6 separate regions of the Mus musculus genome follow, and all the other regions are linked to region 1. Evidence: chromatin contacts called from public Hi-C and HiChIP or PLAC-seq data. All regions are on one chromosome and are shown on one strand. Each heading gives the region's core, a stretch centred on a gene start, on an enhancer-like site or on the middle of the called end of the contact. The rest is flanking DNA. Distances are from core to core; before and after follow the strand shown. Region 1 has its middle 120 kb from the start of Gm41928. Region 2 overlaps Gm41927 (a long non-coding RNA gene). Region 3 has its middle 20 kb from the start of Gm26214. Region 4 has its middle 19 kb from the start of Vps4b. Region 5 holds the start of Vps4b (vacuolar protein sorting 4B). Region 6 overlaps Kdsr (3-ketodihydrosphingosine reductase).

Region 1 (3,726 bases), core at 682-3,181:
CTCACCCTCCCCTCCCCTCCCCTCTTCTCCTCTTCTCCTCCCCTCCTCCCCTCTCCCTCTCCCTCCCCCTCTCCCTCCCCCTCCCCCTCTCCCTCTCCCTCCCCCCTCTCCCTCTCCCTCTCCCTCTCCCTCTCCCTCTCCCTTTCCCGCTCCCGCTCCCTCCCCTCCTCTCTTCTTCTCTTCTCTTTTCATTTCTTTCTTTTTTAGTAAGAGTTGCCTTGGTCATGAAGTCTCTTCACAGCAATAGAACAGTGACTGAGATGGTAACAGCAATCTCTCTGAGTTTGAACATTTTGGCTACACATCTATATCACATGTAGGCCCATGGGAATATATGGATAAAGCAAAGAGTAGGAAAGATCAACTCCACCTTCAAGTGAGTCACCGTGAGGGCAGAGTTTAGATGGTGCCATCCCACCGTAGAAGGCCACATGTACAGTGTGTGGTGTGCATGAGGAGGGGTCACCACACAGTGAGGGTGCTCTTCACTCAGACAGTTGGGCTCCTCAGAAGCTTCCTGGGCTCTCAAGCACAGAACTCTTGCCCCAGCCGTGGCTGTGCATACCAACTGCTGGGGAACAGTGGGGAATACACAGCACAGGGAGGTTTCGGCAGGGATCTGTGACTGTTCTCTTCAGCAGGAACTGGTACCACACAGTCCTGCAAACGGGGGAATCCCAAAAGATCCACAGGAAGCTAGGTGACAGGAAATGGGATGGAATGTGAACTAGGCCATTAGAATCTAGGTCAGCCACAAATCTCTTCAGGCCTACTGGGTATCATCTAAGTGTCTGGTAAATTGTTGACTGAAGGAATTCTTATCACAGTGGTTCTCCAGTTAAGTGACCACAGACTTGCTTTGTCAAGTGGTCTAGATGCCCTGAAAGCCTTATGTAGAAGTGGTTCAGGTTTCAGATCAATCTGTATCTCTCTTCTGAATCTAACAATTTGCTGACATATATAGGTATAGATCTATAGAGATATAGAGATAGAGGTAGAGATAGAGATGAGATAGAGATGGAGATATCACATCTTTAACTTTGGACTTGGTTGCTGAGGGCCATACCAGTATTGGTTAGATCCCACGGGGGTGGGAGCTAGGGGCTGGGGGCTGGTATGGAGTTGGAGAAGGAATGAGTCAGGCATGGTTGTGGGGCTGCAGTTCTTACAGCCTGACTGACGGGCAGTGGGGCACTTCTTTATTTATATAGAACTCAGTAAGCAAGGATAGATTCATGTTCTAAGAGAGATCCTTCGACACATTCAGTCTCTAACTCCAAGCCAGTTGTACTATTTGGAATCATTGCTGCTGTGGAATTTGATTTGTGTGCCCAGGAAAACCACACCTGAAACAGGAAGTGGCAGCGAGGAGCTGGCAGCCCCAGAGGAGGGTGCTTGCTGCTTCCGGAGGCACTGGCATGTGAAGTCACCACCCTTTGGGAAGGCCGAAGGATCTCTGACATCCTCTTGCTGATGACCCTAGAAGAGTCATTAGTCTTCCCCAGTTGTAGATCTGTCTGCTCCGCATGTTCCCATTTTCAAACAGGATAGGGTTTGGATGGAGGGGTCCTTCGTGTGGACTGCACCCTGGCATGTGCTCATCCTCTAGTTGACAGAACTGGGACCAAGAAATGGGGAGAAAGTGGAGACAGGACCCACAAAGATTTCACACCCACACACATCAGTATACAGGTCTAACTTTATTACTCAGTACAAAAACTTATATACAGCTTCTCAGCCAGTAAGGGTGAGGTTATATAATCAAGACCCAACTGGAGGATTACAGGAGCTCTCTGGCTTTGTTTGCCCCTTACTCTATAGGGGAGCAGGCTGGTTGCCCAATGGAGATTTTCAGAGAAGACAGAGGAAGCAGCCATCACTCTGGGCTCTGGTCCTTTATTCTGTCTCACCAGTTTGCTGGGAGCCACTTCCTATCTTAGACTGCATACAGCCTGATCGGGATTCCTCCAGCAGGAGACCATGAAGTCTAGCTCTGATCCACTTCCTCCTCCACTAGGTTCACTCTCACATCCCCCACAGCTAGTCGCCCCTGGAGGTCCCCTACAAAGCCATCTCTGCAGGTCCTGGCCTCAGGTGAGAATAGCTTGATCTCCTGGTGACCTCTTTCAGTCACTCCTAGCATTTCTGACTCTCCTGGCTGTGGTCCCAGTGTCACTTCCTTCATTTGCAGACTGAGATTCTGAGACGGTGACTCATCCAACTGTGACTCTGTCTCGCCCAGGGCTAGCGAGGTTCCATCCATACTCGGCCATGTAGCTGTCCCCTAGCTTAGCCACCAGCCCCGAGAGCCTCTCTCAGAACCTGTTATTCTGCTGTGAAAAAGTAGTGCCCTGGTTTTTGATGGAGTACTTGGCAAGGTCCTTGAGTACACCCTTCCCCACCCCCCCCCACCCCCGCCACCTCCTCAACCTTCAACAGCTGTGATTTTCTACCTAGGCTGCAAGAGAACAGCCCAGGGAACTTTAGGACAAAGCAAGCAGCCTGCACCTATCTGTGGCTGCTGACTGGCTATCTCTTTGAGGGAGATGTGGCCACAGAGCTTGCTAGAAGCTCAGTTCACCAAATGACTGACTGGCAGTTGAGGGCAAATTCACTGAAGGCCCTCACTAAAGCAAAGCCCTCAGAAACAGGCTCCAGTCCCAGATGCCCTCGGCACTGCTTAGGGATCCTTGAATTTCACAACCTGCCTCATGCTCCTATCTGCCTTGATCTGGTTCCTCCTGGCTCCACCCAGCCTCAGTAGCACCTTAGCCATACAGCGTGTCCTGTTCCAAGACTGTGCTTCCTAACAGAATCATTGTTAGGTTTTCTGTGGTGGGAGGAGTACCATGGTGGATTCATGATGGGTGGGATAAGTCATGCCACAGAGAGCACACCAAGAAACAAGTCTCACACAAGAGATAAGGGGCAGGGGAGATGGAGAAATACAAAGAGCAAGAGACAGAGGGACCAGGAGACAGAGAACAGGGCCTCCTCATCAGGAACCTTTTAAAGGATGTGAGTGTCGCCTTTGGGCTGGTATGTCAGGGCTGCTGGCACTGAGTCACTGAAGGCAGGCTGGGACTAACATTCCTCCCCTTTGTTTATAACAAAAGGTGAGGAATAGGAAGGAGAGATTGGGTGCCATGCTTTTTTAGACTGCTTCCTGCTGTGTGGGGCATTGACATCTTTAGGGACCCAAGAAAGTTGGGATGCTGGCCAAGTCCCTGGAAGAGCAAGCTGTTTCACTCACTACACAGTACTGGGGGACCATCTGGGGATACGGACATGCAGGCAGCAGTTGGAACAATTTGTAAGGAAGGATAGCCTGGAGCTAGCTACAGATTTTGAGGGAACACCTGGAGCTGGCAGTAAAGTAAGTTTTTCCTCCCAGGCCCAGGCTCCCAGAATAATCACTGAGACTCAAATATATTTACAAATACCTTTGTTCCCTGATTTGATCGCAACCTTTATTCTAAGTTCTGCCATGTGGCTGGTTACCTCCACTCAGCTCCCACACCTCAGCTCCTTCCTCCATGTTCCCCGGCCAACCCTCCCACACTGTCTATCCCAGCATTCCATCTCCCTACTGGATGTCCCACCTTCTTTCTCCTGCCTAAGTTTATAGGTCAATCAGCATCTTATCAACAGGTGCTGCATCCATACAACAGAGATTTATCTCTACAACACCCCCCTTTTAACCCAATAAAAGGCTCTTTCTCTTAT
Region 2 (3,726 bases), core at 478-2,977, 480 kb after region 1:
TAATTCCAAGAGTAGTTTCTTTCCTTTGCAATTGTAATTAATGCTACTATGAACGCAAGCAAGGTAGCTCAGTCAGTAAGTGCTTGTCATGTGGCTTGAGGAACTGAGTTCACTGGAACTTACATTTGATAAAAAGCCAAGTGTGTGCCTTGCACCTTAAAATCCCAGCACTAGGGAAATGGAGAACTGTGGAGCCCTGAAAAAAATGACACTCCAGGGTGATCCCTGTGCAACCACATGTGTGTGAGCACACAGGGAGGGGGGAAGGGTCGGGAGGAAGATCATGATGCCATTATAAATCATTATAAATATCTTTCTGTATTGAAACACATCAATGCCTTTGACCGTCAGCTCACCAATCTAGAGTCTAAGCTATTTTGCAATGACAGCTAATACAGGAATCTTTCTGTTTATGACAACAGGTTATTACCTGTTTGTGCTGTCTTTCTACTGTGAAATGGAAAAGTGTATTGAAGTCACATAAAAGAATCATTTTCTTCAATTTGGCAAACATTCATTGAATCTGTGTGACTCTAAGTCAAACTGAGAGCCCAGGAAGTAGTTTTCTGATGAGTCACAGATATATTAAAATAGCAAACACTTTACTTTTTATTTTCATAAAACACTGTATGACAACAGAAAAAAAAGTCACTGAAGGTAAAAAATGGCTTTCTTAGCCATTTGTAAGCTGTTTTTGGATTGTCTCAGACAACTCTCCTTTACTGAATGTGACTTTAAAACACTCCTCTGTTGATGAAGAGTGGCCTGAGCACACTCAGTGCCAGCCACTGGGTCAGCAGCCTTGGTTCTGCAACAGCCTCATGCTCCCTGTGACCTCCAGAGCTATTATGAAATTTTCCAACGAAAACTCATTTCAACTCACAGAGAGCAAATAAGACAAATTCTCACCAGGCCAATCATTATGAGGCTAGGAATTTTCCTAAGTAATACTCAAACACCAGAACACAACTCTCACAGGGAAATCCTTCCTGTTGGTATTTGTACCAGGAAATGAAGGCAAGTGAGCGATAGTGTTTCTACTGTGCTGAGCATGACGAGTCAGCAAACATGGATGGGTCTGGAATGCACAGTAGCACTAATGCTCTGGGACTTCAGATAGTGTGAAAGTGAAAGTCTGTCTGCACAATTATGTACAGCACATCCCCTACATTTAAAATGAGACTTATGGGAAACAGTGAAGAAATAGTTGACTTTCAGGGAAACTTTGGGGCAGCGTCTCATTGAGATGGACTTGTCAGGGTTCTCTGGAAAACAGAACCAATCAGATGACTGTGTGTGCAAATATGCGTGGGAGTGTGTGTGTGTGTGTGTGTGTGTGTGTGTGTGTGTGTGTGTGTGTGTGTGTGAATTTAGGGTAAAATAGTAACAACAGCTAAATAACTCTCAAGAGGCTGAGACCCATGTAGTTGCTAGGTCCTTGAGGCTAGAGTGGTCCCAGAATCACTGCCTCTCACTGAGGAGTTGACAACACAGTAGTTGCTCAGTCCACAAGGGTAGGAACCTCGGCAGTCCCAATCTGAATACCAAACATACAAGGTTCCCACTGGTCTTCCTTGTGTGACAGAAGCCCAGAAATGCTGTTTCTGATGTCAGCCAAGGGACCAGGAGCAGCAATAAGAGGGGAGGCAAGAGAGTGTAGGGTGAGATGGTATTCCTTCTGACATGACCTTTTAACTAGGCTGCTACCAGAGTTCTGTGTCACCAACACTAGGGGTGACTCTAGCCTTATCAGTCAAGTGGATCGGAGCCAAGTCACTCTATTTAGATGATCGGTGGTAAGTTGACATTAAAGCCAACTATTATAGCAACCAAGCTGGCTTTGAACTAGTTGTTTCTGACAATGACCTTGAACTATTCTTCCCCACTTTACCTCCCTGTAGCATGTAGTTTTTGCTACCCTGCTTTAAGCTCCAGGAGAACCATGCCATCAGCCCCTGCCCAGAGAATATTAGATTCACAGATGAAAACCTTGGACACACACACAGCTCAATTTCAACCTGTCTTATTGACTCAATTGCTGGGCGCTTCTAAACTCCTCCAGCTAGTGTGCTCTTTCTAATACTCTGAGCTCAGCACCTCTTAATTTGCCCTTAACTTAGTTACCCTCTCCTTGTTCAACAACTCAAAACTGCCCTCTGCATAGTTGCAGTTCTAATCTCCTATCTGAGGCTGGTCCTGAGTCTCCCTCCAAAGCATGGGGAAAATCCCTCTTTCTGTTTCTGCATCTCTTCACCTGCCTGCAGGGACCCAGAAGTCCTCTTTCCTTCTGCCTAGCAATTGGCCTCTGGCATTTTTATTGATCGATCAAGAACCAACTGGGGAACAGGACCTTAGCATCAGACCCACCTCCTACACCTCCCAGTACTGGGATTATAGGTATGTGCCATCATACCTGGCTTTGTGTCATGCTAGGATTGAAGCCAGGGCTTTGTGCATGATAGGCGAGCACTCTACCAAATGGCATTTGCCATCCCTCACTATTTTAAAGTTGTATTGCTTCCATCCTTTAGAGTATTTGCAACAATATAACACTCAAATATACAAGAAAACCCACCTCTGGAAGGGTGTCCAGTTCATGTGTTTAAAATTCCAAGCCTTAGATATCTGATTTTGTTGGGACTTCTATCATTTTAGCTCTTCTGGGAACATCTCTTCTTCCTTTGTATGAAAACTTCTTTTATTCCTTACTACTCACCAATTCCATAATTTACATACAATTTTATAAAGTAGAGCTGCATGGTAGAGGTCATTCTTGGCTCTCTCTTGTCATCACTTTTAAAAACTAGGAAAAGAATAGATTGGAGGATGCTTCTATATGAAATACGTTCTCTAGGTAACAGGAGACATTTTTCAAAACTGATGTAACCTGGTCTTTCTCTGTGACCGGAATAGTGGAAAATAAGAAGAATATTGATGAATGAGCAGGAGGCAAGGTAATCTCCTTAGACTCATCAGCATCCCAACATGGACATGGGAAGCAGTGAGGGGAATACGTTGATCAGGGAGACGTAGGGGAGAGACCTTTTTATTTATAAACATATATTTAAATGTATTGGCAGTATTGTATTTGTATTCCATTCATTGTGATTATATTTACCTATGGCACACTTAGTATATATTCTATTCTCTCTCATTATCTTCCACTTCCACCAGCCTCCTTCTTTCCTTCGAGCCCTCTCTTTGATTTTCTGGTCTTGTGAAAGCAGTCACAGCTTTGTGCTCATGACTGCAATGTCCATGACAGCAGAAGACAGCACCACTGCATGCGTCTTCATCCTTTCATTCCTACTGTCCATCTGACCCCTCCTCTGAGATGTTCCCAGAAGTGTGACTTAAATCCTTCAGAGGCAACAGCCAGGGTGCCATTTTTGTTTTGATAGTTTCAAGAAATCCTCTTGCTGTTGGATTAGTTTGGTTTCTTAGCCTTGCTGGGAGCAGATGTCCATTGTCCTTGGGAAACATGATGACTCACACAGCCCAACAGCAGGAACCATCTCCAGGGTTTAAATGACATTCACCTCACCTCGGCAGCCAGTAGCCACACGTTACAATGTCACCTTGGCCTTGTGCTGACAGACAGGAGATGTGGTGGCCTAGCAACAGTGGCATATGCTCTGCCTCAAACCTGAGCAGTGAAAACAGCAGGTGACTTTACCAGTGTTTGTGGCATAGTCTCGGGGGAGTAATACCTGGCCAGAAATTCCT
Region 3 (3,726 bases), core at 804-3,303, 440 kb after region 1:
TCTCATGTTTGGTATTGAGGTTTTTGTCAGATGGTCATTGGCTCTTGGAGGGAGCATTGTCAGCCCTGATGGAAAATTTTCATTCAAACTCTGCATGCATGTAGACTTACTTGTATTGTGGGTATTTTAGGTAGACAGTTAATAACATGATTCCTTATGACTCTTCCAGATATTCTTAGTTACTTTACTCTCCTCCCTCCTTCTGCCTCCCCTTTCCCTAACATAGCCCCTCCTTTTTCTATCCCCTATCCCTGGTCATGATCAGATCACTTGTACCCTGCCATTTCCTCTATTGCTCCCTCACCCACCCACCCTGGCAACATCAGTCCATTTTACACTCTTTGTGTTTGCATTACTCCAGGATATGCACTCACGTCTGCCAATTTGGAGCTTGGAGCTCAAGTTAGAGAGAACTGTGATGTTTGTCTTTCTGTGTCTTGGTTGCTCAGTAAGTATGATATTTTCCAGCTCTAACCATTTACAGATCCAGATCATGGAAAGGGATCTTACTACGGTCTTGATTTGATGTTCCTTTTCATCACACACCCTACCATGGGCCTACTGTCCCATTAAAACATCTTCTTTGGAGAAATATGCATTTTTTTTTACCTAATTTTAATTTTAATTGTGTCTTCTTGTTGAGCTGTAAGGTTTTTTTGTTTTTTTGGGTTTTTTTTTTTTTAAGTATATATCCTGGATACAAATCTCTTACAGATATTTGGTTCGAAGATGTCTCTCATTGTGTAAGGTTGTCAATATATTTTCTCAATAATGTCTTTTTATGTACTACCTTTTTGATGAGACAGGATCTCACTAAGTATCCTCTTAGCATTTTGTCTAAGCTCCACCCCACAGTTACCTGGCAACAGCCAGGTATTCCTGACTTAATATTAAAGGGGCTGCTTGCCCCCTCTGCTTGATCTTGTCTCTTGATCTTGCTCTTACCTTCTTTCTCCCTCTTTGTCCTCTTGCCCCTTTTCCCTCTCTTCATGTGGTCATAGCCAGTCTCTACTCCTCTTCTCTCTCTCTCTCTCTCTCTCTCTCTCTCTCCCTCTCCCTCTCTCACTCTTAACTCCCATTCCCATACCCTGAATAAACTCTATTCTATACTATAGAATATTGGGGCCCGCAGAGGCACCCCCTTCCCTATACCTGACTACATATCCACAAAAACATATTCATTCTCCCTTTTTCGTTTTATAAACACATCATATCCCTCAGTGGGTTGGAACTCATAATGTAGGGCAGGTTTGTCACAAATTTACAGAGTTCCTATTGCTGTTGTCTCCTAGGTGCCAGGATTAGAGCATGTGATACCTGGATTCCATTCTGAAGTTCTATGTAATCCAATTTTCTTTCCTTTTGTGGATTATTCTTTTGAGCCATCTCTCAGAGTCTAGTATCAAATAAGATCAAAAAAATTAACCCCTTGTTTTCTTCTGAGAGTTTCATAGTTTCAGCTTCTAGATTTAGATATTTGACCTATTTGAATTAATTTTTGTATATAATATAAATTACGAGTCCAACATCATTCTATTGCATGTGGATATCCATTGGTGAGATAGACTATTCGTCTGCATTCTGTTGTCTTGGAATTGTTGTTGATTAGTCATAGATACAGGCTGTTGTTTCTGGACTCTAAATCCTATTCATAGGCCCATATATCCTGTGTGTATGAGTGTGTTGGGATAGCCTGCCTTCTACAGGATAGAAGTATATGCTAGAGATCAAATGTATAGTTGTCTTAGTCTGTTTTCCGTGGCTGTAACGGAGTATCTGAGTCTAGGTAATTTATAATGTCAGGAGGTTTATTTTGGCCCTGTTCCATGAAGCCAGCAAAGTTCTATATTTAGAGGCCATTTCTAATGAGGGCTGCATGCTGTTGGAACTCACAACAGAAAGTGGGAGGATCCCATGACAGTGGAGGAGGCGAGAGAATGCTGAGAAAGCCAACTTGATTTTGTAACAACTGACTGCTCGAGGTAAGTAATCCAGTTTCACAAGAGACAGCACCCATAGGCCTGAGGCTTCTGGCTCCATGAGGTCAGCACTTCCCATGAAGTCTTCCTCCCGTCAGTGTCAGTCCCATTGAGCAATGAAGGCTCCAACCCACAAGTGGGAAACACTCACACCGCAGCCCTCTTCTGATGCTTTGGTGGCAGAAGAGCACTGTTAACATTGGGCATGAGTCCCGTCAACAAGCACACCAAGAGCAGTGGCTAGGGAATTTCTCGAGAACTCGAGTGCTTAAACAGAAGCAACCTAATGCAATTTGTACTTGGCAGACCTTTCCAAGAAGCATAGCTTTTATTTTCTTGCTGGATGAATTCCTTCTACAGATACAAGATCAACATGTCAAGAAAAGGAAGGTACATGAAAGACACAGCAAACCACTTGGAACTGGTGCTCTGGGAGGTGAGAGTGCACATTGGGGCGAGGGGCATTAGGATGGCTTACTGGGCATTGCATAAACCATCCCCTTTCCTCAGCCTTTGAATGGGAGAACGTGCTGGTAGTTACTTCTCTGTTGCTGTGAAAAAACACCTTGACCAAGGCAATTTAAAGGAGAAAGGGTTAATTTAGCTTACAGTTCCACGGAGATAGATTTTATAATAACATGAGAGCAGTAGCCGGAAGCAGAGATCTAATTTCATCAGAATGAGAACAGGATGTGAGGCTATAAGCCTTGGAGCAGCTCCCCAGTGACATACTTCCTTCATCAAAGCCGTACTGCCAAAAGCTCCATGACCTCCCCATACAGTGCCAATGATTAGGGACCAAGTGCTCAGATGCATGAGCCAGTGGAGGACAGTCCCCACTCAAACCACAGCAGTGGTCAAACTGCCTAAGACTAACTTCAGTTTAACTGCATGCAATAAAGCTTTTAAAAACCATTTAATATTTTGATTAAATAAAACTTTATTTATAGTCTGTGTATTTCCTTTTAAATAATTACAACACATTGTTTATATTTGTATTATTAATATGGTTTTATTTAGACATTTAAAAATGATTACCTAACAATTTATTGAGTAGTTTTTTTTCTATCTTGCTAGAAGATATTTATTACCTCACAATAAATACTATATGTTTGCCCTGTATGAGCTATTATATAGGCTCTGTGACCCAGGTCCTTAGTCAGTTTGTAGGTGCAGAGTTGCGAAACATTCAGATGGCTCTGCCTGCTCTGGTTCTACTGGCTTCGGACTCATATTTCTAGCTAATTAGATCCCTCATCCTCCTTAGCCTCTCAATTCAGCCAAGGCCCATGGGAGGTTTTTCCAAATAGAATTTGAATAATATGCTAAGAGAACTCTATAAAGAATTAGAAAAGAAGAAAACACCAAATCAGAAATATTGAACATGTATCAGAGGATCCGGAAAGAATGAGACTTCCTCAGGCCTCTTAGTCCATGAAAATCTTTTCTTAGACCTGTTTTTTTTTCCCACACTACCCCAATATCCCTTTCTTGAGTTTTAGAAATAAGCATTATGAATTCATTTCTGAATATGCTCGCTTCTGTTCCTAGACCCCTAACTTCTGCAGGGGTGTGGGACATGATTGCTAACAGAGGCCTATAGCCCATATGTCTAAATATTTACCAGTTGTAAATCCAGTCAACAAACCGTTAAATAGTGTAATAGCATCCTTCCTTGATAAATACAACTTTACAGTGACTTAGAGACAGGTCCTAACCTTGGCTTTCCTGCCCCTGTCCTTGATAT
Region 4 (3,726 bases), core at 353-2,852, 410 kb before region 1:
TTCTCACACTCACTGTCCAGCGCACCACTCTGGCTTTTCTTCTCCCTGTGAACCTTAGCAAGGGTGTTCCCAGCAGAGATGAACTTCTGAACTGAGTGAAGGGGGACAAAACAAAAGCAACACTAACATCCTTGAAAGGTCTTCAGGGAGAATCTGCACACGCCCTGCACCTGCACTCCGCGAGCTGAGTCCCTGAGCCCCAGGGCTCATGAGAGCCTCTGAAACTACAGATGCATCCCATCCCACCACACCCGGCTGTTGTTTAGCCTCTCGTGTCTATGTTTTCCTTACCACGCTACCTATCTCTAAAATGGCTTGGTATTTTAAATCGGTCCCTCAAAGCCAAACGTAATTACGGTACTCGAGACCATTGTGCATGGTGGAGATGTGTTTTGGCGTTTATGCTTGACTCCTGGGGAACAGAATAGGAATGAAAGTCTTGGTGATTTCGAAGTGAGACCCAAGGACAGTCTCACTTCAGTGCTTTCAAATTTACTCTTATCTTAAAACAAGATCAGTGATTCCTGCTTTATAAGGTTGCTGCAAAGATGAGAGGCAGTTGGTTGGGTTTGTGGCTGTAATGGATGCTCAGTGAATGGGGGTGGGGACGTTCCACCATTACTTTTACCTCTTTGAAACACTTAATAGCAAGAAATAGCATTTTGTTCCTAACAGAAAAATGAAAACAACTTTACAGCTATGGGCCTAGGGCAGTGATTCTCAACCTTCCTAATGTTGTGACCCTTTAATACCGTCCCTCTGGTTGTGGGGACCCCCACCCATCATATCATTTCATTAGTGCTTCGTAACTGTAATGTTCCTACTGCTACGGATCGTCATGTAAAATTCTGATATGCATGCTGCCTGCTATGAGAACCCCTGGGGGGTCGGGACCCACAGGCTGAGAACCAGCACATCAGTGTGTCTACCACAGCATAGAACCTTCTCTGATAGAGACTGTTGAGCATAAAAGTTTAGGGAGACTTACTCCTGGCCTCTGTTGGAAGAGCTTTGTACTGGCTAGTTTTGTGTCAACTTGACCCATCTGGAGTTATCACAGAGAAAGGAGCTTCAGTTGAGGAAATGCCTCCATGAGATACAACTGTAAGGCATTTTCTCAATTAGTGATCAAGGGGGAAAGGCCCCTGTGGGTGGGACCATCTCTGGGCTGGTAGTCTTGGGTCTATAAGAGAGCAGGCTGAGCAAGCCAGGGGAAGCAAGCCAGTAATGAACATCCCTCCATGGCCTCTGCATCAGCTCCTGCTTCCTGACCTGCTTGAGTTCCAGTCCTGACTTCCTTGGTGATGAACAGCAGTATGGAAGTGTAAGCCGAATAAACCCTTTCCTCCCCAACTTGCTTCTTGGTCATGATGTTTGTGCAGGAATAGAAACCCTGACTAAGACAAGCTTTATTTTACTCAGGTACATGGAACGATGCCTTTGTGGTGTATTGCAGTTAGACCTTGCAGTTATTTCCGACATGTAACACCCATGGGTCCCACGGGTCTTTAGGTCAGTTCCCACAGGCTCTGAGCTAGAGCTATGCTGCTGACTGAATGGGGCTTCTTCAGCTCAGGACTTTCTTCTGTCATAGTTTAGGTTCCTCTTTGTCATCGTGATCCCTGCAGAGCAGGGTCTTAATGCTCTGGGCTTCTGCATTTTTACCGCACTGTGGATTCTGTTGGATGTTTCCTCTTTCTTTTAGTAAAACAGAATAGCACGCATGTGTGTGCCATCTCTTGGTCTCCCAGTTAACAGCACAATTCTCTGAAAATTGTAAAGCTTCCATATTTTGCCAGCGGGGTTTGCTTCTGGGGCTGACTTCTAGCTAAGTGATTTACCCCTCATCAAGCACAGTTCACTCGCTGGTTTGGGAACTAGAATTTCCTGTTGACACTTGCAAGTGGGTGAACCTTTCTAAGAATCTTGTCTTATCACTTTCCCTAAAACCTCCATATCCACGCACTAGTCCTGTTCTCAGAGTTCGTAACCCATTCCTATTGAAAGAAGCCAGCATTGTGCAATAGTGTGTGACAAGAGTGAGCAGTGGTCCAGTGACTCGTGCAGGGATGGGCTGGCTACTCAGAGGAACCAAATCCTGAGCTGCCTTCTCAACAGGAGGGAAGATTCTGCTCTTGCTGAGGCCAAAAGAAAACTGAGTTTTCACATTGCAGCTGAGTTTCGAGGTGGTGTGTCCTTCCAAGCAGACCCCTTCTAATGCTCTAAGAAAGGCTTTGAGCTGTCTAACTGAAGTCTGGATTCAAACCTAGAACTTGAGAATTCTAAGCCTAGAGATAGCCATGTCCTCCACTCCACAGTGAGCAGGCATAGCATATAAAATCACATCACCATTATTTCTAAGATGTAATTGTATTATAATGCCCATGGGTTACATGATCTGTGTACAATGCCCCTCTTTTTTGTTTGAGAAATTTAGAAGGAGCTTGGAGGGTTACATGGCTCTCACGTAATAATCAACCCAGTATACATCTCTTGATTGACATGTTGGCTGCTTGGATCAATTACATGATACTTTACACTCTGTGGTCTTTGAAGAGATCTGGCTTATGAATAAGCTAATGTCTCCATGCCCCTCCAAAGTATATCTCTTGACCTAGATCTGCCATTTTGGGAGCTCTTATGATATCCATTTTCTAGTGTTTCTTACTTGTTCCTGGCACAGAAAAACTGCTTTGTGCTGGGGTAGTTCTTCCCTTAGTAGGGATAGTATACTTTCTCCTTTAAGAGGCAACTTGAACCTTTTGCTTCTAAAAAGCCCCACCATTTAAAAGATAGGCCCACAAACATGAGAACTGAGCACTGCTGTGCTTTTATGCCTTTGTGAATAATGTGGCCTGGCTGTGTGTTTAATAACTATGGATGCCTTGTCAGAGTAATATATAGAAAAAGTTTGTGGTTAACTCTAGAAGCCTGTGTGTGTGTGTGTGTGTGTGTGTGTGTGTGTGTGTGTCTTTGTGTATGTCTGTGTGTGTCTGTGTGTCTGTGTGTGTCTGTGTGTGTATGTGTGTCTGTGTGTGTGTGTGTGTGTGTCTGTGTGTGTGTGTCTGTCTGTGTGTGTATGTCTCTGTGTGTGTGTGAGTGTCTGTGTGTGTGTGTCTGTGTGTGTGTCTGTGTGTGTGTGTGTGTCTGTGTGTGTTACATGTGAATGAACAGGAGCATGGGATCATGATATAGAGACCAGAAGTCAATACCAGGTGACTTCTCTATTGTTTTCCATGTTTCTGAGAGTCTTTCTCTGAACCTGAAGCTTGCCAACTCAGCAAGAGTAGCTGACCAGGAAACTCAAGGGACCCTCCTGTCTGCATCCTCAGCACACAGAACCACACCTAGAGTTTTATGTCACCATTAGGGATCTAAATTCAAGTAAGCACATTATTGGCCAAGCCATCTCCCTGGCCCCCATGTAATTTTATAGACCTAAGTTTCTCTTTATAAAACCTATTGTAATGTTGCTTTTCTGACTCCTATCTGCTGTCATTTACAGGTCACTGGATGAGTCTTCTGTGATACTCTTTGTGCTAATGCTTTCCTGCTCTAGCTTAGGTAAGCTGTAACATCAAAGAGTACCAGGAGCAGGAGTGATTTCTTTCCTATGAAAAAACACAGCCACCTTGCAACTCTCAAATATATCATTGCCCAGGAATTACCCTTGGGGATAGTTTGCTTGGCATTAGATAGCTTATTTTCCCAGGATGACCTTAGGAT
Region 5 (3,726 bases), core at 759-3,258, 390 kb before region 1:
AACATACCACCAATCACAACTTCACCAGAAATAAAATCTAAAAAGACCAACAATGCAGGGCTTCTGCAACCCTGTCTGCTTTCTAGAAAAGCCTAATGCATGAAGCACTCAGCATCCATCAGTGCCTGCCGATATATTCCTAACTTCATTTCCTGCCACTCTTATTCCAAAGTATCTTTGCTTCCTGCATGCCAGCCTCCCATAAACACGTTGGATGGCTTTCCTTTGTGCATTTATTCTTGCTTTGACTGCTGTCTGAAATGTCCTGGTCTGTGGAAATCAATTTAAGACTTTGAGATTCTGTTCAGATGACACTTCTCTAGGGCATCCTTGTTCATGTGATCGGAACTGAGCCTCCACTCCAGAGTCAGGGTTCATTCAGCCTCTGGTTGTTTGCCTCAGTTCTCAGATGAGATTGCCCTTGGAGATAAGTGACCTAAGTTTACCACCCAGCTGTGCAATGGGCTTTCTTGATCACCCAATTAGCTTCAGTTATAAAAATCAGACACATTTCTCATAGAATTCAGTAAGATAAAATATGTACACAAGTATTTTGTAAACCTTTATGCACATAAAGAATTCCATTTCCATCTTATTTTTATTGAAAAGTTTTTCCATATGATATATCCTGATTATGATTTCTCATTCCCCAACTCCTCCCAGGTCCCTTCCACATTCCCACCCATCCACCTTCATGTTCTGCTTTCTCTCTCTTTAGAAAGCAAACAGGAAGAAAAAGAACCCAAAGAAACACATGCACACAAAAATTACATTAAAGCACAAAATTAGAAACTACAACATACAGGAAAAAGACAAGGTAGAAAAGAATGTTCAAAGTATGAGACAAAAAGTCTACAAAAATACCTTTGAGTTTGTTTGTGTCGGCCTAGGACCTGTCCTTAAGCGTGGTTTATATACCCGTTAAGGTTTCATTGGAGAAAATTAATTTTTCCTTTGCAAGTGAGTGTCATTGCAGATAGTTTCTTGGTTAGGGTGGGAGCGCTCATCCACTTCCCCCTTTCGGTGCTGGGACCCCATCTGACTTGAACTCTGCTCTTCAGTCCTTTTGTGACTCTGCTTCCTTGGAGTCCTCCAAACTCCTCTGGCTCTTAGTCTTTCCTCCTCTTCTAGATTTCTTTGCTCTGGGGTGGAGGGATGAAGATAGCCCATTAGGTCTCTCACTGAACACTGACTGTTCAGTTCCGGGTCTCTGGTTAGTTCCCATATACTACAAGAGGAAACTCCTTTGATGATTGGAGAGTGAATCACTGATCTATGGGTGTAGCAGAATGTTGTTGGGAGTCATTTTTATTGCTGTGTGTGTTTTTTTTTAATCAGAACAACAGTATGTGGTTTTCTCCTAAGACCATGATTATCCAGTCTAAAGTTCATGGCTACCCAAGCAGTTTTGTTCCATCCCATAGCTGGGTCTTATATCCAACCAGAGAGTGGCTGGCTATTCTTACATTTGTGCCAGTATTGAGCCAGCCTATCTGCAAGCAGCTCACCACTGTAGGTCCCACGGTTTGTAGCTGGGTGATGGTTACCTTTCTCCTCTGGTTCTGTGCAAAGTACCTCCCAGTACCGTAAACACTAGACAGTAGGGGTGAAGGCTCCATTTACATTTTACCATTTTATATACACAATAGGTATTTTATTGTGCTGGAATATAAGGAGCAGATAGCAATAATTTCGAAAAGAAAACCTTAGTTTGAAACGCTTGCACAAGAGTTGCAAAAAGAATTTTCGAATTCCAACGTACTTGTCATCCAGCTTTCTCTTAATAGCATCTGAAATGACTGTACTATTGCTTACTAAAACTAAAATGTTAATGTCCGATACATTAGCTGAGCTACACACTTTTGTCACACTTTTATGTTTTAACAACTGACGTCCCTCTCCAGCACCAGACTTCACTCCAGAATCCCCCACATGCCTTTAGGCTGACTTCCGCATCTCGGCTTCCTGTTCTCATTTCGCGAGAGTTCATTTGTGGCGAAACGCATCCTGGGTGACTGGTTAGCGCGTGTGCGGATGACGAAGCGGAAGTGCCCGGGCCAGAGGCGGGACCAGAGCCCTAAGGGGCTCGAAATTACGGAAGTTTTGTGCGGAGGGTCGGGTGGCTGCTGGAGTTCCTGCTGGATTTACGGCTCCGGAGCTGGGGCTGCCGCTGGGGGGGTCTCAGAGCCGCCAGCCTCCGCACGGTTTGCGGTGGTGACCCGGGCGCGACTCGACGGCGCTGCTGCGGGCCTTGTCTGTAGTAGGGGACCCCTCGGATCTCCACCATGGCGTCCACGAACACCAACCTGCAGGTACCGCGGTCCTTCTGGGCTCCTCTGGGCCCCTCTGGAGAGCCGGAGCCCGCGGGGAAGGAGTGGGGGCGGGGGACTGAGAAGCGGCCGCGCCCCTGTCCCCGGCGGAGGAGGGCGGGCCCGCGCAGACGGGACCCGGGCGAAGGGGCGCTTCCCAGCGGGGCCGGCCTTGGCATCGCCTCAGCCTCAAGGTCTGTGGGACTCTTGGTTTGCTTGTGAGATTGGAAAACAAAACAGCGGAGTTTGGGCCGAACTGGGCCGATCTCTCCAACCAGGAAGATCTCCAGTCTGTCCACCAAGAAGAAAGGAAAAGGGTTTTTTTTTTTGTTTGTTTGTTTTTGTTATTGTTTTTCCCAAAGCAGTACTCCGGACCAGTTTAGAATAAGGTTTGCCTTCTCAGTTCCTTACGCTGATAAACAAAGACGTCCAGGTATCCGGTGAATAGGCCAAGAACCTTAGGTTAGAGCGAGCCTGTTGGCACCATCCCCATGAATTCATTAAGAGTATGTTCTCCCGAATTACTGAATTTAAGATCAGGGAGTATTTTAATCTGTATCTTCACTTTCCCGCCCTCATCGCAAAACAAAAACAAAAAGTGTTTTCTAGGTACATTTCGGATTCCTAAGATAATGTTAGAAAGGGGTTATTGCTGCTTCGTGGAACGGTGTGCATTGGCAAATGTTTGTAACGCCGTCTCCCATCATCCTTGGTTCGTCCATGGGGTCCAGAAGAATAACCAAGACTTCTAGCCAAATAGGTTGGTTAGTTTCTTACCAAGGAGTAGGACAAAGTACCCTTAAATATTGGTCTTCTGGTAGTCAAATAGGTATTTGTTCAGTGTCTGATATAAGTAACAATGATAATGTAAACATATTTCCTTAACGTAGGATAATTGATTCTGAAGAAATTCCACCCAAAGGAAGGGCATTTGAATAGGGATCACTCCACACCAAGACGGGGAGTAGAGGTTTGTCTAGTGGGTCTTATCCTGAAACTCAACCTAAAAGATTATGAATGATTGCTCTCTTTTATAAAGTCTAAATGCAGCCATGGCTCATTTTTAAGAATTAAGAGTAAGTTCACTATTAATCTGTATGTATATTTTTTTTTCCACAGAGTTTTTGTAACCTTATATTTTGTAGCCCTTTTCGGAAAATGCTGGGGTTTTGTTTTGGTTGTTTTGTGGGGTGGTTAGTGGATTTGTTGTTGATGATTTTGCTTTTGTGAATGTATTCGTTGATTGATAACGGCTTTCCTGTGGATATTAAAGATAATTTCATTTGTGGTACTCATCTTTCTTTTTCAACATTTGTAGTTTGATTCTGTAACCAGAATGCATTGTATGTTAATTGGATTGTTGGATGTTCTTCAGTGAGCCAGTTAGAGACTGAAAAATATTAAAAGTATAGCTGTG
Region 6 (3,726 bases), core at 906-3,405, 330 kb before region 1:
CTGTGTGAAGCGTTTTGTGTGTGTAATATGTGTTGTGTGTGTGAAATACATGTTGTGTGTGATATGCATGTTGCGTGTGAAATGTGTGTATGATCTTCTGTGTGTGCTGTGGGGTGTGATGCAGATATTTACACAGATTCATAATAGTAGCAACATTACAGTTATGAAATAGCAACTAACAACCTTATGGTTGGGGGTCACCTCAACACGATGTGTATTGTCTGTGTTATGTATTGTATGTGTGTGATGGATGATGTGTTTGATACAGTGTTAAGTGTTCTGAGTGAGGTGTGTATGTGATGTGTGTGTGTGTGCACGTGTGCATGGTGGTGTGTATATAGTTTGTATTTGTGACTGGAGGAAGTTGTGCATGTTTGGGTGTGTGTGTGTAGTGTGATGTGTATATGTGATATATGGGGGTGTTATACATATTTGGGTTTGTGTGGTATGTATGTACATGTTTGGGTGTATATGTGCGTGTGCATGTGTGTGTGTGTGTTTGGGAGTGTGCAGGTGTGTATGGAGACCAGAGAACACCCTTGGGTATTCTTTTTCAGGTGGTGTCCTTGGTCTTGAGACAGGGTCTCCTACTGTCCTGGAACTATCAAGTAGGCCCGGGAGTTCTCTGGTCTCTACCTCCTCCTGGCTGGCTTTGCATGTGCGGGTGCTCAGAGGCCAGACAGGCACTTTATCTCCCTAGCTCTGTTCTGAATCTTCAGCGTAATTTTTATGAATGTATCCTACTTTAGGTCCTGGCTGTTTATCAGTTAGTGGGTCTGTTAGGTGCAGGGTGCTGAGCCAAGACTTGACCTTCCAGGCAGAGCTTCCTCCTCCCTTTTTCTGCTCTCCAGTCCCCTTTTCTTAATGTTGAACTTACTTGTTTCCAACTTTTAGCTCAGTATTTTCTCATAGGACGCAGTTGGCTGCCTAATGCTACCTGTGGCCTTATCACTCCCACTTCTGACCCCTGACCCCTAGAGGGAGCCATTTCACCTATGTGTCTAAACCAATCCATACATACATACCTACATACATACACAGTGAATGCACCTACATGCATGCATAACATGCATACATATATGCACATACATTCATATGCATCTACGTACAAACTCGTGTTTTAACTAGGGAAGCTAAAATTTGAGCCTCAGGTCTACTTTGTTCTGCCTGTGTGACCTCTGTTGGAGTCAGATTCTGTGTTTATGAGTGTTGTTAAGTTGAACCTCTATAATGGCATTTCCTTTCCTGTGTGTCTTTGTTTAACTGAGAGCATTTGTAGGTCATTCACTGGGGAGAACTGGACGTCTTTTGAGCATCTGAACCACTGACCTTTCTGTTACTTTCATTCTTCTTCCTCCAAGCCCCTTGTCATGGGGCTCCACCTTCTGCCAGGACACAGGCCCTGGGGGTGACATCCTCTGCACTCCCCTGTGCTGCGCTTCCCTTCTCTGTCCCTTGCTGGGGTCTGTGCCTTCCACTGCTGTCATTTCTCTGCTCACCTTGGTGGCCCTTCAGTCATTCCAGAGAAAGGCACGTGAGAGGCACCATTTGTTTAGAGTCTGGTTCACAAGAAGGCATCTTCCTTTTCCTATTTTTCGTTGCTGTGTGTGGTAGGGTGTTTTACTGGGTGACAGTTGAAAATGACGGTCCTCACGGCTTTGCGGGCATTTCTTACTGAGTTCTAGCTTCTAGGGTTTCCTGGGGACCCCACTGACCTGAGATGCCTGAGAAAAGCAACTCGTGGCTTGTGGTTCAGAGACACCCGTCCATCAGGACAGGGAGAACTGGCCCGGCAGATCAGTGCTCCTTACAGGAAGGAGAAAAAGGGGGGACAGCAGAGAGCCAGCTGAGCCATAGCCTCAGCAACACATTCCTCCAGCTGGGCTTCAGCCCCTACCTTTCCCCACCTTCCACTAATGCTCAGGGGCCAAGCAAGCATCCGTGACTGAGCAGCTTCCTCATACACATGGGAGGTGTGTACTCCTGGTGGGGTTTAGTTGTAGACACTCTTTTCCTTTTTATCTTTTAGAATGCCGTTTGGTGTGAAGTGTTTTATATGCTAGATACTCAGGACCGCCCCTTTGTTCTCTCATGCACTCAGGTCTGGAACATTGAGGTCATTGTTTCCCATCCAGAACACTTGGAAGCATTCTTTGTGCAGTTGTCGCTCAGGAGCCCCACTTTCCGGCTGACTTCACCACCTCATCTCTTACTCACTATTGGTTTCTTCTTCAACTTTATTTAATTTAACTTCAATTTTTATTTCTACTGATTTTTTTAAGCTTAGATCTGTCTGTCATGGATTTGTCTTTAGTTACTGTTCTGTTGTTGTGAAGAGAAACCAAGACCAATATAACATAAAAGAGAGCATCTACTTGGCTCTGTCTTACAGTTTCATAGGGCTAACCATTATCATCATGGCAGGGATCATGGTGGCACTCAGACAGATGTGGTGCTGAAGAAGGAAATCAGAGCTAAATCCTGATCCACAGGCCACAGGCAGGTAGACAGACAGACAGACACACACACACACTGCACCTGGTGTGGACTTTTGAAGCCTCCACCCCGTTCCCACTGAGTTTTCTTCTATTTCTAAGGAGCTTCAGTCAGAATGTTGCTTGGTTGTATTTTTGTTCTGTTTCTTTTCTTGGTTTTGAGTCTAGGTGTTCTCGACTCTGCTCATGTTGGTGATTGCATTCAGCAAGGCAGTGGAGCACAGGTTGTAGAGCCATGTAAAGCCCTTCCGCCACCTTCTGCTTTACATATGGAGGATGGGGTGGCAGTGGCGCCTTCGTTTCCTTAGCGTCTCGTGTGTGGACAGATGGCATGGGACTGGTCATTTCCGCCCCAGTGGCATCTATCTCCCTTGCATGTGTGCAGGTCATACAGAATGACTGGGTAGTCCTGAGCTGAGAGTAGGCTCTATTCATCTGGTTCCCCATCTTTCCCTCTGCCATGACACAAACAAACAAAACAGATAAACAGGTAAAGTGGGGCTGAAGGAAACCCACGAAAGCTTACCACCTCACACTGAAGGTAACCTAGTTTTAGACTTAATTATTTTATGTGGTTTTTCCTCTTAAAGTGTATGTGGATCTCTGTAGCATAAATTTGGGGTGTTTATGTAGTCTATATTCGGTTTTTGTTTGCCAAAAAAAAATGGGTTATTTATGTAGAAACAACCTCTTCATTTTCTTTTGAGTTCAGTCAATTTTATAATTTCTTTTTGCTTTAAAAACATAACTTGGAACCAAACCTCCTGCTTCAAACCTGCTAAGCAAGCATTAATATTTGCTGCATACTCTTTAAGTCTGAAGCCAGTGAAGTAGTGACTTCCCTGAGATTTGGTTGTTTTGTTTTTGTTTAGCCTACAGTAAAATTTTAGACAGATTTCTAGTGACTGGAACCTGCATTGATCTGTGGGCCCAATAGGGGGCAGCAGACACTCTTCTAACTCAGTGCATCTTGCCTGTCCTTATCCACCTGGTGTGGAGGGAGAGCAAATCGGTGAGATGTGTGTCCTCTCAGATTCTAAAAAAAAGAAAACCTGACTTTTGTGAAACATGAGCTATGTTTCTATAATCACAGTATTCAGGAGGTCGCAAGCCTGCTTGGGCTACATAGTCAGACCCTGACTCACAAAACCAGACATGGAGGAAAAAGTGTATTCTAATCTTTCCCCTCGAGCCTACATAGTCACATTTAGTCTCCTGTGGCTTAAGGCTT

What was found. A called contact is a pair of places that touch in the nucleus more often than the background predicts. HiChIP or PLAC-seq counts read pairs in DNA pulled down with a chosen protein or histone mark.
Region 2: a contact with region 1 is called in a FOXA1 HiChIP or PLAC-seq map of pancreatic cancer cells. The contact joins two enhancer-like sites. A contact is called at or near these places in 2 of 15 datasets of contacts at CTCF or cohesin (large pre-B cells and pro-B cells), 3 of 484 Hi-C or Micro-C datasets (bone marrow-derived macrophages, embryonic stem cells and peritoneal macrophages) and 2 of 115 datasets of contacts at active chromatin or transcription factors (large pre-B cells and pancreatic cancer cells).
Region 3: an H3K4me3 HiChIP or PLAC-seq map of bone marrow-derived macrophages shows a contact between it and region 1, with 4 times the contacts expected there. The contact joins two enhancer-like sites. A contact is called at or near these places in 1 of 15 datasets of contacts at CTCF or cohesin (large pre-B cells) and 3 of 115 datasets of contacts at active chromatin or transcription factors (bone marrow-derived macrophages, large pre-B cells and thymic regulatory T cells).
Region 4: a contact with region 1 is called in an H3K27ac HiChIP or PLAC-seq map of microglia, with 7 times the contacts expected there. The contact joins two enhancer-like sites. A contact is called at or near these places in 2 of 15 datasets of contacts at CTCF or cohesin (large pre-B cells and pro-B cells), 8 of 484 Hi-C or Micro-C datasets (B cells, the C2C12 cell line, the MNK3 cell line and 5 more) and 4 of 115 datasets of contacts at active chromatin or transcription factors (acute myeloid leukemia, fibro-adipogenic progenitors, microglia and 1 more).
Region 5: a contact with region 1 is called in an H3K4me3 HiChIP or PLAC-seq map of bone marrow-derived macrophages, with 5 times the contacts expected there. The contact joins the promoter of Vps4b here to the enhancer-like site in region 1. A contact is called at or near these places in 6 of 39 promoter capture datasets (the 3T3-L1 cell line, the C10 cell line, cranial neural crest and 3 more), 1 of 15 datasets of contacts at CTCF or cohesin (the NIH/3T3 cell line), 20 of 115 datasets of contacts at active chromatin or transcription factors (the 230-238 cell line, the NIH/3T3 cell line, T-cell acute lymphoblastic leukemia and 15 more) and 4 of 9 other capture datasets (adipose tissue, liver, macrophages and 1 more).
Region 6: a contact with region 1 is called in a Hi-C map of the MNK3 cell line, with 7 times the contacts expected there. The contact joins two enhancer-like sites. A contact is called at or near these places in 1 of 15 datasets of contacts at CTCF or cohesin (large pre-B cells), 7 of 484 Hi-C or Micro-C datasets (the MNK3 cell line, Sertoli cells, bone marrow-derived macrophages and 3 more) and 9 of 115 datasets of contacts at active chromatin or transcription factors (Th17 cells, acute myeloid leukemia, embryonic fibroblasts and 6 more).

Annotation. Positions count from the first base shown.
Region 1 is chr1:106,406,571-106,410,296 of GRCm38.p6, reverse strand. No RefSeq gene overlaps it. Among named protein-coding and RNA genes, the nearest start is that of Gm41928, 120 kb to the left of the region's middle. Within about 2 kb of position 1,931, at least 115 of the 459 cell types and tissues checked have an H3K27ac peak or open chromatin away from gene starts, as enhancers often do. A contact at or near this core is called in the MNK3 cell line, bone marrow-derived macrophages, macrophages and 4 more, where this site is marked.
Region 2 is chr1:105,923,027-105,926,752 of GRCm38.p6, reverse strand. All of the region lies in intron 2 of Gm41927 (a long non-coding RNA gene), which reads left to right. Among named protein-coding and RNA genes, the nearest start is that of Gm41927, 9.4 kb to the left of the region's middle. Within about 2 kb of position 1,727, at least 78 of the 459 cell types and tissues checked have an H3K27ac peak or open chromatin away from gene starts, as enhancers often do. A contact at or near this core is called in bone marrow-derived macrophages and pancreatic cancer cells, where this site is marked.
Region 3 is chr1:105,963,673-105,967,398 of GRCm38.p6, reverse strand. No RefSeq gene overlaps it. Among named protein-coding and RNA genes, the nearest start is that of Gm26214, 20 kb to the right of the region's middle. Within about 2 kb of position 2,053, at least 50 of the 459 cell types and tissues checked have an H3K27ac peak or open chromatin away from gene starts, as enhancers often do. A contact at or near this core is called in bone marrow-derived macrophages, where this site is marked.
Region 4 is chr1:106,813,382-106,817,107 of GRCm38.p6, reverse strand. No RefSeq gene overlaps it. Among named protein-coding and RNA genes, the nearest start is that of Vps4b, 19 kb to the right of the region's middle. Within about 2 kb of position 1,602, at least 39 of the 459 cell types and tissues checked have an H3K27ac peak or open chromatin away from gene starts, as enhancers often do. A contact at or near this core is called in bone marrow-derived macrophages and microglia, where this site is marked.
Region 5 is chr1:106,795,007-106,798,732 of GRCm38.p6, reverse strand. It overlaps Vps4b (vacuolar protein sorting 4B), which reads left to right and starts at 2,008. Exons shown (of 11, transcript NM_009190.2): 1 at 2,008-2,312. The coding sequence starts at 2,286.
Region 6 is chr1:106,735,515-106,739,240 of GRCm38.p6, reverse strand. All of the region lies in intron 7 of Kdsr (3-ketodihydrosphingosine reductase), which reads left to right. Among named protein-coding and RNA genes, the nearest start is that of Kdsr, 22 kb to the left of the region's middle. Within about 2 kb of position 2,155, at least 11 of the 459 cell types and tissues checked have an H3K27ac peak or open chromatin away from gene starts, as enhancers often do. A contact at or near this core is called in the MNK3 cell line, where this site is marked.